Regions from separate parts of the Mus musculus genome. Here all the other regions are linked to region 2. Evidence: chromatin contacts called from public Hi-C and HiChIP or PLAC-seq data. All regions are on one chromosome and are shown on one strand. Each heading gives the region's core, a stretch centred on a gene start, on an enhancer-like site or on the middle of the called end of the contact. The rest is flanking DNA. Distances are from core to core; before and after follow the strand shown. Region 1 overlaps Gm39447 (a long non-coding RNA gene). Region 2 has its middle 39 kb from the start of D330037F02Rik. Region 3 has its middle 97 kb from the start of Gm39447.

Region 1 (2,990 bases), core at 321-2,820, 220 kb after region 2:
TCAGAGCTTCCCAAGGCTACTCTGATAAGGATAAATACATTTTCATTAAAGGAGGGGGGAATCAACTTCCACCCAAAGCATTACATTAGGAAGAAAACTTAATGGCATTTGCTCCAACCTTCTGGATATTTTCTCCTTGATGGCCTACTGGGGCAAAAATTAGTGAATGTAGAAGTTACAAAATAGTCTCTGGCATTAGAGAAAACCTTTGCAGCTGTGAGCCTGGGAGTCGGGGTGGGGGGGGGAGGCAGATGCCCATCCCCAGCTCCCTTCCATAGAGAGAGCATGAAGAGCCTCCTCAAATAGGCACAGAGCTTCAGGCTCTGACCTCTCCAGCAATTCTGGTTTCCTTCACTACCCAAGATGTTTAGTAGTGATATTTCTGTCTGGAGACTTGTTTCTGATGTCAACAGGAGTGGACATTAACAAGACACCTTGGGACAGTCCTTGGCTCATACAGCAGCTGTGGAGACATTCTTAGTTGTCTCTGTGTAGAGCAAAGAGAGCCAGGGTAGTCAGCTCCATTCCCAATCCTGTCTGTAACCTAACATAGCACCTACCAACCCTGCCTGGAGCTCTCTCGCTGCAGGGAGTGTCCCTCCCCATTGCTGGTGTACAGAAGTCAGGAAAGAGCCCTGGCAAAGAGTTTAAGAGGTCAGTCATGACCTCACATAGCCCAGCACTCCTAGCCTCACCCCTCCATCCAGAGGTCCCTTGCTAGGGGACTAGCCATTGTAGAGGGGGATCTCCCAGTCACCTTAGCCAAGTGGCAGGTCTCAAAGAGCTTTCAGACTAAACACCTTCTGCCCCAGCAGTTCCTCTTCTCCTTCTCCTTCTCCTTCTCCTTCTCCTTCTCCTTCTCCTTCTCCTTCTCCTTCTCCTTCTCCTTCTCCTTCTCCTTCTCCTTCTCCTTCTCCTTCTCCTTCTCCTTCTCCTTCTCCTTCTCCTTCTCCTTCTCCTTCTCCTTCTCCTTCTCCTTCTCCTTCTCCTTCTCCTTCTCCTTCTCCTTCTCCTTCTCCTTCTTCTTCTTCTTCTTCTTCTTCTTCTTCTTCTTCTTCTTCTTCTTCTTGATTTATTTATTTATTTTATGGATCTGAGTACACTGTTGCTCTCTTCAGACACACCAGAAGAGGGCATCAGATCCCATGACAGATGGTTATTAGCCACCATGTGGTTGTTGGGAATTGAACTCATGACCTCTGGAAGAGTAGTCAGTGCTCTTAACCACTAAGCCATCTGGGATACAGCAGGAGGCTTTTGGTTCATGACACCCCCTGTCATGAGACAGTTACCACATGATCCACCTGATAGTCAAGTCTATACTGTTCAGAGTACTACTACATAGTAAATCAGGGCCTCTCCTAGTCTGCCTCTCTATCTGTTTGCTAGAGTTAACACCTGACTGCTGCTTTCATTCTGCTTGGCCGCTTCCTATGGAAATCACTGATGTGGACAAAAACCCCAACAGAACTTCCTGGGACTTTTTAAAAGTCAGAGCCAGTCACCACAGACCCATTTGCATGAGCTCTTGATCTTCTGGCAAGAAAACTTAATCAGCAGGCCAGACTGCTCCTGAGGAGGCTCTAGATGTCAGGAAGTCTCGAAGCCTGAGCTGGTTAGTCATGCTTAAGACAGAGCCCAGGCTTCCTCCAGAGAGTACTTGATTAGCAGGTAACAACCAGCCACCCATGTCAACACAGGACCCACGCTGACAGCAGACAGTATGCTTGGAAGAACAGTGGCCTAACACACAATAGTGCAGGCCGGGCCTTTAGCATCATCACCGTGCAGGTGTTAGGTGTGAGCGCCCCATCCCCACAGCAGGTGCATGGCATATGCCACTGGGGCCAAGGTTAGGGTTCAGTGGCTAAAGTTGTGGTACTGAGGAGCTGACGTATTTCCTAGTGTGTATGGTGGGAGTGGGGGGACTGTCTCTGGGATACACGTGCATGAAGAGAGAGACAACCATCCAACCATTTACATGTCTAAACCCCGAGTGAGCCATGCATACCCTCTCCATTCCTATATTCCTCCCAGGAAAGGTGTATGCTTTTGTTTTTGTTTTTGTTTTTGTTTTGTTCCCCTTATATTACTTACTGCTTCTTTCCATTAGAGGGAAAAGTCATACATCTTCATCACGCAGACTCAACCGAAAGTAAGAACGTGGAGAGGGTTAGCGACACCCTCCCCTGGCACAGACAAGCAGGTACCATTCTCATGAGGCTCCTCTCGGGGTTTTCTTTATGCCCTCAAATTTAGGTCACAATATATACATAAAACAGTAACCTGCTGTTCAGTTTGAATCCTAGAAGGAATAAGGTATAAATAAATTAAGATAAATTAAGATTGGTTTCATAAAAGGCTGTTTGCATAGAAATGGCAAAGCAAAGAAAGCCACAGGACATAGCACAGGGCCACAGGGCTCATTATAGTAAGAAGTATTGTCTCTGGGCCCATGGCTGGGCTCAGGAGTAAGGTCACCAGAACCCAGAGGCAGAGAGAGACAACTGGAGAGTCTCCCAGGAAGCGCTGGGATTCTCTGTCCAGAAACAAAGCCATCCTCTGGCAAACAGATAAGTGTGGCAGCCAGTAGAATACAGCCTACAACTCCCTTCTGTAGGCTCCCCTGCCCCGTCCCCTCCTGTTCTTGCCATGGACCCAATGGGAGCCAGAGGGCAGGGTATGCATCAAGCTATAAACCAAGGGGAAGGCAAGCCTTTCCATAAAGAACCATAGTTCAACCATCTGGACTGTAGGCTTTCTAATATAAATCCCATCTGTAGGTATAGTGTGCATGCATGCTGTCACAGAAAACACTTCAGTATACCATGAGCTCCATCATGGAAAACACTTCCATAGATGCTTTGGGTGTGACACCACTGTCATGTCTGGCCTGCAAACTCTGGTAGAGACCACATGGGTCACTCTCCCAGACCAGACAGGAGAGCAGCAAAACCCAGAACCCAGATGGAGAAGGCTTCATGAGAACA
Region 2 (3,219 bases), core at 566-3,065:
GGAAGAGGTGGATAGCATCTGTGCTCACTGTTTCCTGTGCAGCTCAGCAGACATCGGTGTCCAGTCACACAGCCACATGCCGAGGAGCTTCCAGTGCCAGAAGGAAAAAGTACTTCCTTTCTTTTCTTTTCTTTTTTTCTTTTCTTCTCTTTTATTTTCCGGGTTTTCACGTCAGGGTTTCTCTGTGTAGCCCTGGCTGTCCTGGAACTCACTTTGTAGACCAGACTAACCTTGAACTCAGAAATCCTCCTGTCTCTGCCTCCCAAGTGCTGGGATTAAAGGCATGTGCCTCCTCTGCCCAGCCAGGAAAGTATTTCAATCGACAATGGAGTCATTGTTTTCTCTCAGCGTGAGACTTTGGGTCTAATACATGAAGCTTTAAATCACTTGCTTTCAGAGTACTCTGGTTTCTGTGTATTCCTGTGAGTGTACACGTGCGTGTTTGTATGTGTATCAGAAGACAAACTTGGGTGTCTCCTCTGGTCCCTTCCAGCTTGTTCTGAAGGTACCATTCACACATTTCCCTTTGAAATAGATTCTCCTGCTGGCTTGGAGCTCATCAACTTGGAGAGTCTAGACTATCAGTGAGCAAGTCCCAGGGAGCTGTGTCTCCGTGCATCTCCCCGGAGCTCCCTGCATCTCCGAGACTATCATGTTTACATGGGTTCTGCGGATCTAACTCTCGCTCTTGTGCTTATACAGCAGACTCTTTACTGACCAAGCCACCACCTCTCCTGCCCCATATCTTCTATTTCAAAATGTTACTCTTGTGTCCATAGTTATTTTCATTCATCACTTAAGTGTACTACCGTAAAATATTTTTTCTTAACATGTGACCTTTCTTTATACATGTGTCAGAGTCATTAGTGCTAGCTCCCTAGCAGTCATGCATGATGCTTGACAGTTATTTTCCTAACTTGTTATAAGGCGGTAGAAATTGGGCGTGCTGGCATTGCCTCTTGTCTCTCCACATCCCAGCAATGACAGAGACCAGCACTATTCCAGTTGGATGAACACCCAAGATGCTCTAGTCTGGGTTAGACTGATGTTCCTAACCAGCTTGCCCATACATTAGTGATCAGGAGAGGGGAGGCCGGTTGGTCTAGGATGGCCTCTAGTATCCAGGTGAGTGTTGCCTGGATCAATGAGCAGGTGGGCCACACATCTTCCACCCTCCAATAATGTCAAAGCAAGAGCAAAGAGAAGTCCCCAAGACCTCTGTGTGTATATGTTGTATGTTTTCATGTGTGTGTGTGTATATGTGTGTGTGAACCAGAAGTCAACCTTAGCTGTTGCTCCTCAGGTACCATCGCAGTCTCTTTTCTTGGAGACAGGGTCTCTTAACTGCCTGGAATTTGCCAGGGAGGCCAGGGTTGGCAGCCAGCGAGTCCCAGGGAGCTGCCTTGTCTCGACCCCTCCAGCCCTGGGGTTGCAAGCACGTGCTACCACAATTGACATGTTTTACACAGGTCAGGAACATGTTTTACACAGGTCAGGAACATGTTTTACACAGGTCAGGGACATGTTTTACACAGGTCAGGGACATGTTTTACACAGGTCAGGAGATTGTGCTCACACTCTTCTCGTGGGACAAACACTTCACAGGTTGACGTCTTCCAATCTCTCCCAGCGCCTTTCCATGGGATCGACATTAGCTTGGCTTCCCTTCCTCCATATTCTATTCAGGGCAATACTGCAGCTGGTTGTTTCTAAGCAGCAAACCAACTCGTGATAATCGTTTCAAGTAACACTTCACTGTCAAACAACAATCACGTTCTGCTAACTAATCGGGCATTTGGTCAGGTCTGGACGGGAACAGTTCGCCTGTACTCCACTAGATGGCATCTCCACAGCCCAGGCAGGGGCAGATGAGCCTCCTTACAGCCTGGATTCCAACAGCAAGCATCCCAAGAGCTGGGAAACAGCTGGCTGCTGGTACCCATTCACTGTACTATATCCTTGACTGGATACAGCAGTCCACCACATCGATAAGAGGGATGAACCCCAATTCTAGTGTACGCCATTGCCTGTAGTACCCAACCCTGTGTATATTGGGTTTTTTTTCTATACATATTTACCAATGAGAGCATTTAATTAGACACAGATTGACACCAGCAATAAATAGCAATAAAATAAAACATTTATAATAGCATTCTGTGATGATGCTATGTGAATGCGGTCTTTTTCTTACCCTTCTCCTGAAACAGTCAAGACAAGAGTAATATGTTCAGATCACTGTTAGCCACGAATGATTGAAGTGGCAAAGGTATCTAGGGCAGGGGGCGGGGCATCTCTCAACAGAGTGTTGAAGGATTGAACTGCAGTCTTCAGACTCTACCTTTGAGGGGTGGAGCGATGATGTCACCTGTGAACACCAGTGGTTCTTTGCCCGAAAGAGGGCTTCTGTTGTCCTCGAAATCAATCTACTGCAGTGTGAGCAGGAGCCAAGTGAGGGCCAGTCTCATTCAGGATTTCGTCTGCTTCTTTTAACTAGCACAGAGCTTTGCCCTAGTCTTCTGTTGGCTACTGTCCATAGAGAGAGAGATTTGGTTGCTGCCTGGCTACAGGAGGTACCCTCTTCAGGTTCCATATCCCCAATGCTATGAGTCATGGCTAAGGTCACCCCCCATTGATTCTTGGGCTCATCTCTTATCCCAGATCTCTGTCTTGCCCTGGAGATGCTTCCCACCCCCACCCCTGTCAGTGGCAGATTTCCATCCATTCTCATGATCTTCTCATGGTCATCTCTCCTGTCTCACCCCACACCTGATCTCAACCCCCCATCCCCCTTCCCATTCCCTCTCCCACACTGTTCCCTCTTTCCATCTGCCTCTTATGACTATTTTATCCCCCTTCTAAGTGAGTTTCCAGCATCCTTATTTGAGTCTTCCTTTTTGTTTAGCTTCCTTGGGTCTGTGAAGTATAGCATGGGTATCCTGTACTTTATGGCTAATGTCCACTTATAAGTAAAGTACATACTATTGATGTCCTTTAGGGTCTGGTTCACCTCACTCAGGATGATATTCTCAAGTTCCATCCAGTGGAGCTATAGGGACACAACCCATCCACAAAACTTTCAACCCCAAATTTAATCTAGTTACAAGAAATGCAGGAACAAAGGATGGAGCAGAGGTTGAAGTGGTCAACCAATAACAGGCCCAACTTGAGACCTATCTTAAGAGCAAGCACCAATCCCTGACACTATTAATGATACTCTGT
Region 3 (3,268 bases), core at 110-2,609, 160 kb after region 2:
ACATAGACATGCATCTTTTTATCTGTCCTTCCTGAGAACCCTGACTAAGGATCAGATAGAAAATCACCTCACTCTCCCCTCACCCCTACACTTCTAAATTACTCTATAGAATTGACTAACTCTGTCTGTCCCTGAGGGAAGGATGTTGACCTCTTCGCTGTTTGTGGCCATAGTCACATGTAAGCAGGTACCTTCCAGCCATAAACTAGGCTCCTCTCTGTTATGATGACTCCAGCCTGGGAGGTCACCTCAGTCTCCAGCTCCACCCCTCCTCCTCCAACTCCCCCGCCTTGCTGGGGCCTCCTCAGCCCTTCTAGCCAACCCCCAGGCTGCCTCCTGCTCCTAGGAGGCGGGGTCAGGAGAAAGAGAAACCTGTCCTGCCAGCAGTGAGATGGCATGGGCTTTGCTGAAAGGCAAGCCCAAGGGCTCCTCAAAGGCTGTCTCCCCACAGCTCAGCCTGCTTCTTTGCCTCCTCCCTCAGGCTTCAGCTCCCTGACTTCCAGCAGCCATTGTGCACAGACAGCACATTGTCCACCCATCCCCTCTCCCTGGCTTAGGCTTGTTCTCTCTCCGATGTCACCAGGACAGAGTACAAGATATTAACAATTCAGCTGTCCCTGTCCACGTGTGGTCTGAGTGCTCACTGTCTCAATTCTGGTTCTTCAAGGTGGACCTATGAAGTTCTTAGCGCGTTTCGAGAGGAAGCCAGCCTGTCTCTTGCCATAGGTATGGATCAGAGAGATCCCCAGGGAGACATACCCATTCAATACTCTTCTCCCGTATAGCACAATCACCCTCAATCCTCACGGGGGGGATTGGTCCCAGCTCCGCCCACCACAGGATTCCTAAATCCATGAATGCTCGAATTTCTTACATAAAATGGCTCTCTATGCACATCTTACCCACAGCCCAACCCTCCTCCCCGGTATCAACTCGTCTTCATGTGACTAATAACTTCTAATACAATGGAAATGCTATGCAAGTGGACAGTCAAGCCTGCTAGTGCTAAGCTCAAATGTCAGATTGTAAATAGTTGTGACCCACAGTTGGACCAGCGGATGTGGGGTCTCTCCTGTTCTCAGGTACGATCTCAGCTTCCTTTCAGTAAGTGCTTTAGGTAACCAGAGTTGTAGGAGACCTTGCAGTCCAGCGATCTTAAAGGAGTGGCCTAGCCACCTGCCACAATGCACTAATTAAAAAGACAAGGAGCTGGTGGGAAACAGAAAGAGAATTGAGCAGCATGTTTTGAGAGGATGAAGCGATGCATGACCTCATCCATCTTTGGGTTACTGACGTGAGCTGTAAGTTCCCACAGAGACAGAACTGGAGTACAGGGGAAAAAGGCAGATATGACTCAGCAGTCCTGGCTACTGTGTGTTCTGGTTGGTAATTACCCATGGTCTAGTTTTGCAACGTAGCCTAAAGCTGTCCTTGTTGCTTGAGGGGACAGGGTTGGCACTGCTCCAGGGTGCAACCTTACCCTCATGAATAACTGCTCTTATCTGTGGCACTGTCTTGTCTGGAAAAGTTCTGTTTGCTATGCCTGGACGCAAAGGTGACTGCAGGATTGGGATAATTACAGCAGATTGGTAGGGATCTTCTGGGATGTAAGGAGGTAAGAGGTAAGTAGGTCACTGCCAGAGAAAGGAAGGGCGGAGAAGCCAGGCATGCAGCCTGCATTTAGTTACCACAGGGGCCTGCGTGAGGCGTCAGTGTGTTTTAGGGCAAGCACTTCTAAGTGGCCACTATACACACAGGGCTACCTAGCCCCACTCAGGAATGCCAGGAAGCAAGGCTCTTACTCTAACCCTTTGAACAACCTCCAGGCACCAGAGGGCCGTCCCAGTTTGGCAGATGCTGAAAGGTTAGCCTCAGAGAAATTAACTCGATTTTCTAAGATCCCACAAGCAACCCTCAGCCAAGCATTCATTTCAACAATGACCCGTCTGTAGCTCACACTCCTGCATTACAGCTGTTAATGAAAATGATTAAGGGAGGCTTATCCTAAAATGACCTTTCATCTTCTCCCAAACCATCCCTTCATGTCCTCTGCTAGAGTAGGATACGGGCACAGTGAATACAAGTAGGGGCCAGAGTGGGGAGAACCCAGAAGGAACTGCCTGCTTGTGACGGAGCCCTGGTCCACCTCAGCTGAGATGCCCGACTCTTCCTGTCACTTCTGAGGCCACTCAGGATCTGCAAGACATCTGTTGAGAGCCCCAAGTTTTTGTGTTTGGAACAAAAGAGAGGACCGGGGATGGAGGGATAGTGAAGAAATAGTTTATTAAGAAAGCGAGGTTGAGCTGGGGCCGGGGTGGGGGGGTGGGGGTGGGGTTGGGGGGATGCACAGCTTTAATCCCAGCACTCAGGAAGCAGAGGCAGGAGGATCTCTGAGTTTGAAGCCGGCCTGGTTTAAAGAATGCATTCCAGGACAGCCAGGGTTACAAAAAGAAACTGTCTTGAAAAACAAAAACAAAAAAAAGGAAGGAAAGAAGGAAGTTACAAAGACAGACAGACAGATGGCCAGACAGACACACAGACAGACAAGAGAGTTAGAAGGTTGGAAGCACTACTGACAGCCCCTGGAGGGATGAGCCTCTTTAGGGGACTCAGTGCCAGCCTCCTCCCACCCTTGGAGATCCCCTGAGCTCTGTCCCCTTCACATAGAGGTGGTCAGGAGGGCTTTCTGGTCTTCTGACTACTGGCTTCTTTCATATGCTAATCTCAATGCCCCCCCCCCTCTCTCTCTCTCTCTCTCTCTCTCTCCCCCCCCATACCTGATTCTGGCACACAATACCTGCCTCCTACCCTGGTAGACATGAACAAAGGCTGAACCTTAGGAAGAGTCTATGAAAATCACCACCGAGGCTGGGGCAGGGAACTCAAAGGGTAAACACACTTGCTAAGTAGGAAAGAGGACCACAGTTCATATCCCCAGCAGCCACATAAAAGTGATGGCTGCGGTGGCCTGCCTGCAGCCCTAGCACTCAAGAGGTAGAGACCAACCAGGCATTCTGAGAGCAAGCTGGCAAACTTGTGTAGTCTCAGCTCCTTCAGCAAGAGACCTTGCTTGATGGAGCAAATACAGAGTGATCGAAGCCAACAGCAGTGTCTACCTCTGGTCTCTACGCCCTCTTATAATCATGCACACACACACACACACACACACACACACCACATACATGCAAACATGCATACGTGCATGTAGCATATACACACGGATGAACTATATACACTAAAAGACCTCCTAGCTACCTCTGAGAATGAG

The links. Hi-C and Micro-C count contacts between places; a contact is called where the count stands out from the background. HiChIP or PLAC-seq counts read pairs in DNA pulled down with a chosen protein or histone mark.
Region 1: an H3K27ac HiChIP or PLAC-seq map of regulatory T cells shows a contact between it and region 2, with 3 times the contacts expected there. The contact joins two enhancer-like sites. A contact is called at or near these places in 6 of 484 Hi-C or Micro-C datasets (B cells, CD8 T cells, double positive thymocytes and 3 more) and 1 of 115 datasets of contacts at active chromatin or transcription factors (regulatory T cells).
Region 3: a Hi-C map of CD8 T cells shows a contact between it and region 2, with 1.7 times the contacts expected there. The contact joins two enhancer-like sites. A contact is called at or near these places in 8 of 484 Hi-C or Micro-C datasets (CD4 T cells, CD8 T cells, double positive thymocytes and 4 more) and 4 of 115 datasets of contacts at active chromatin or transcription factors (embryonic stem cells and memory CD8 T cells).

Annotation. Positions count from the first base shown.
Region 1 is chr9:115,488,006-115,490,995 of GRCm38.p6, reverse strand. The region is part of intron 2 of Gm39447 (a long non-coding RNA gene); the gene reads right to left. Among named protein-coding and RNA genes, the nearest start is that of Gm39447, 39 kb to the right of the region's middle. Within about 2 kb of position 1,570, at least 35 of the 459 cell types and tissues checked have an H3K27ac peak or open chromatin away from gene starts, as enhancers often do. A contact at or near this core is called in CD8 T cells and regulatory T cells, where this site is marked.
Region 2 is chr9:115,703,072-115,706,290 of GRCm38.p6, reverse strand. No RefSeq gene overlaps it. Among named protein-coding and RNA genes, the nearest start is that of D330037F02Rik, 39 kb to the right of the region's middle. Within about 2 kb of position 1,815, at least 20 of the 459 cell types and tissues checked have an H3K27ac peak or open chromatin away from gene starts, as enhancers often do. A contact at or near this core is called in CD8 T cells and regulatory T cells, where this site is marked.
Region 3 is chr9:115,546,217-115,549,484 of GRCm38.p6, reverse strand. No RefSeq gene overlaps it. Among named protein-coding and RNA genes, the nearest start is that of Gm39447, 97 kb to the right of the region's middle. Within about 2 kb of position 1,359, at least 73 of the 459 cell types and tissues checked have an H3K27ac peak or open chromatin away from gene starts, as enhancers often do. A contact at or near this core is called in CD8 T cells, where this site is marked.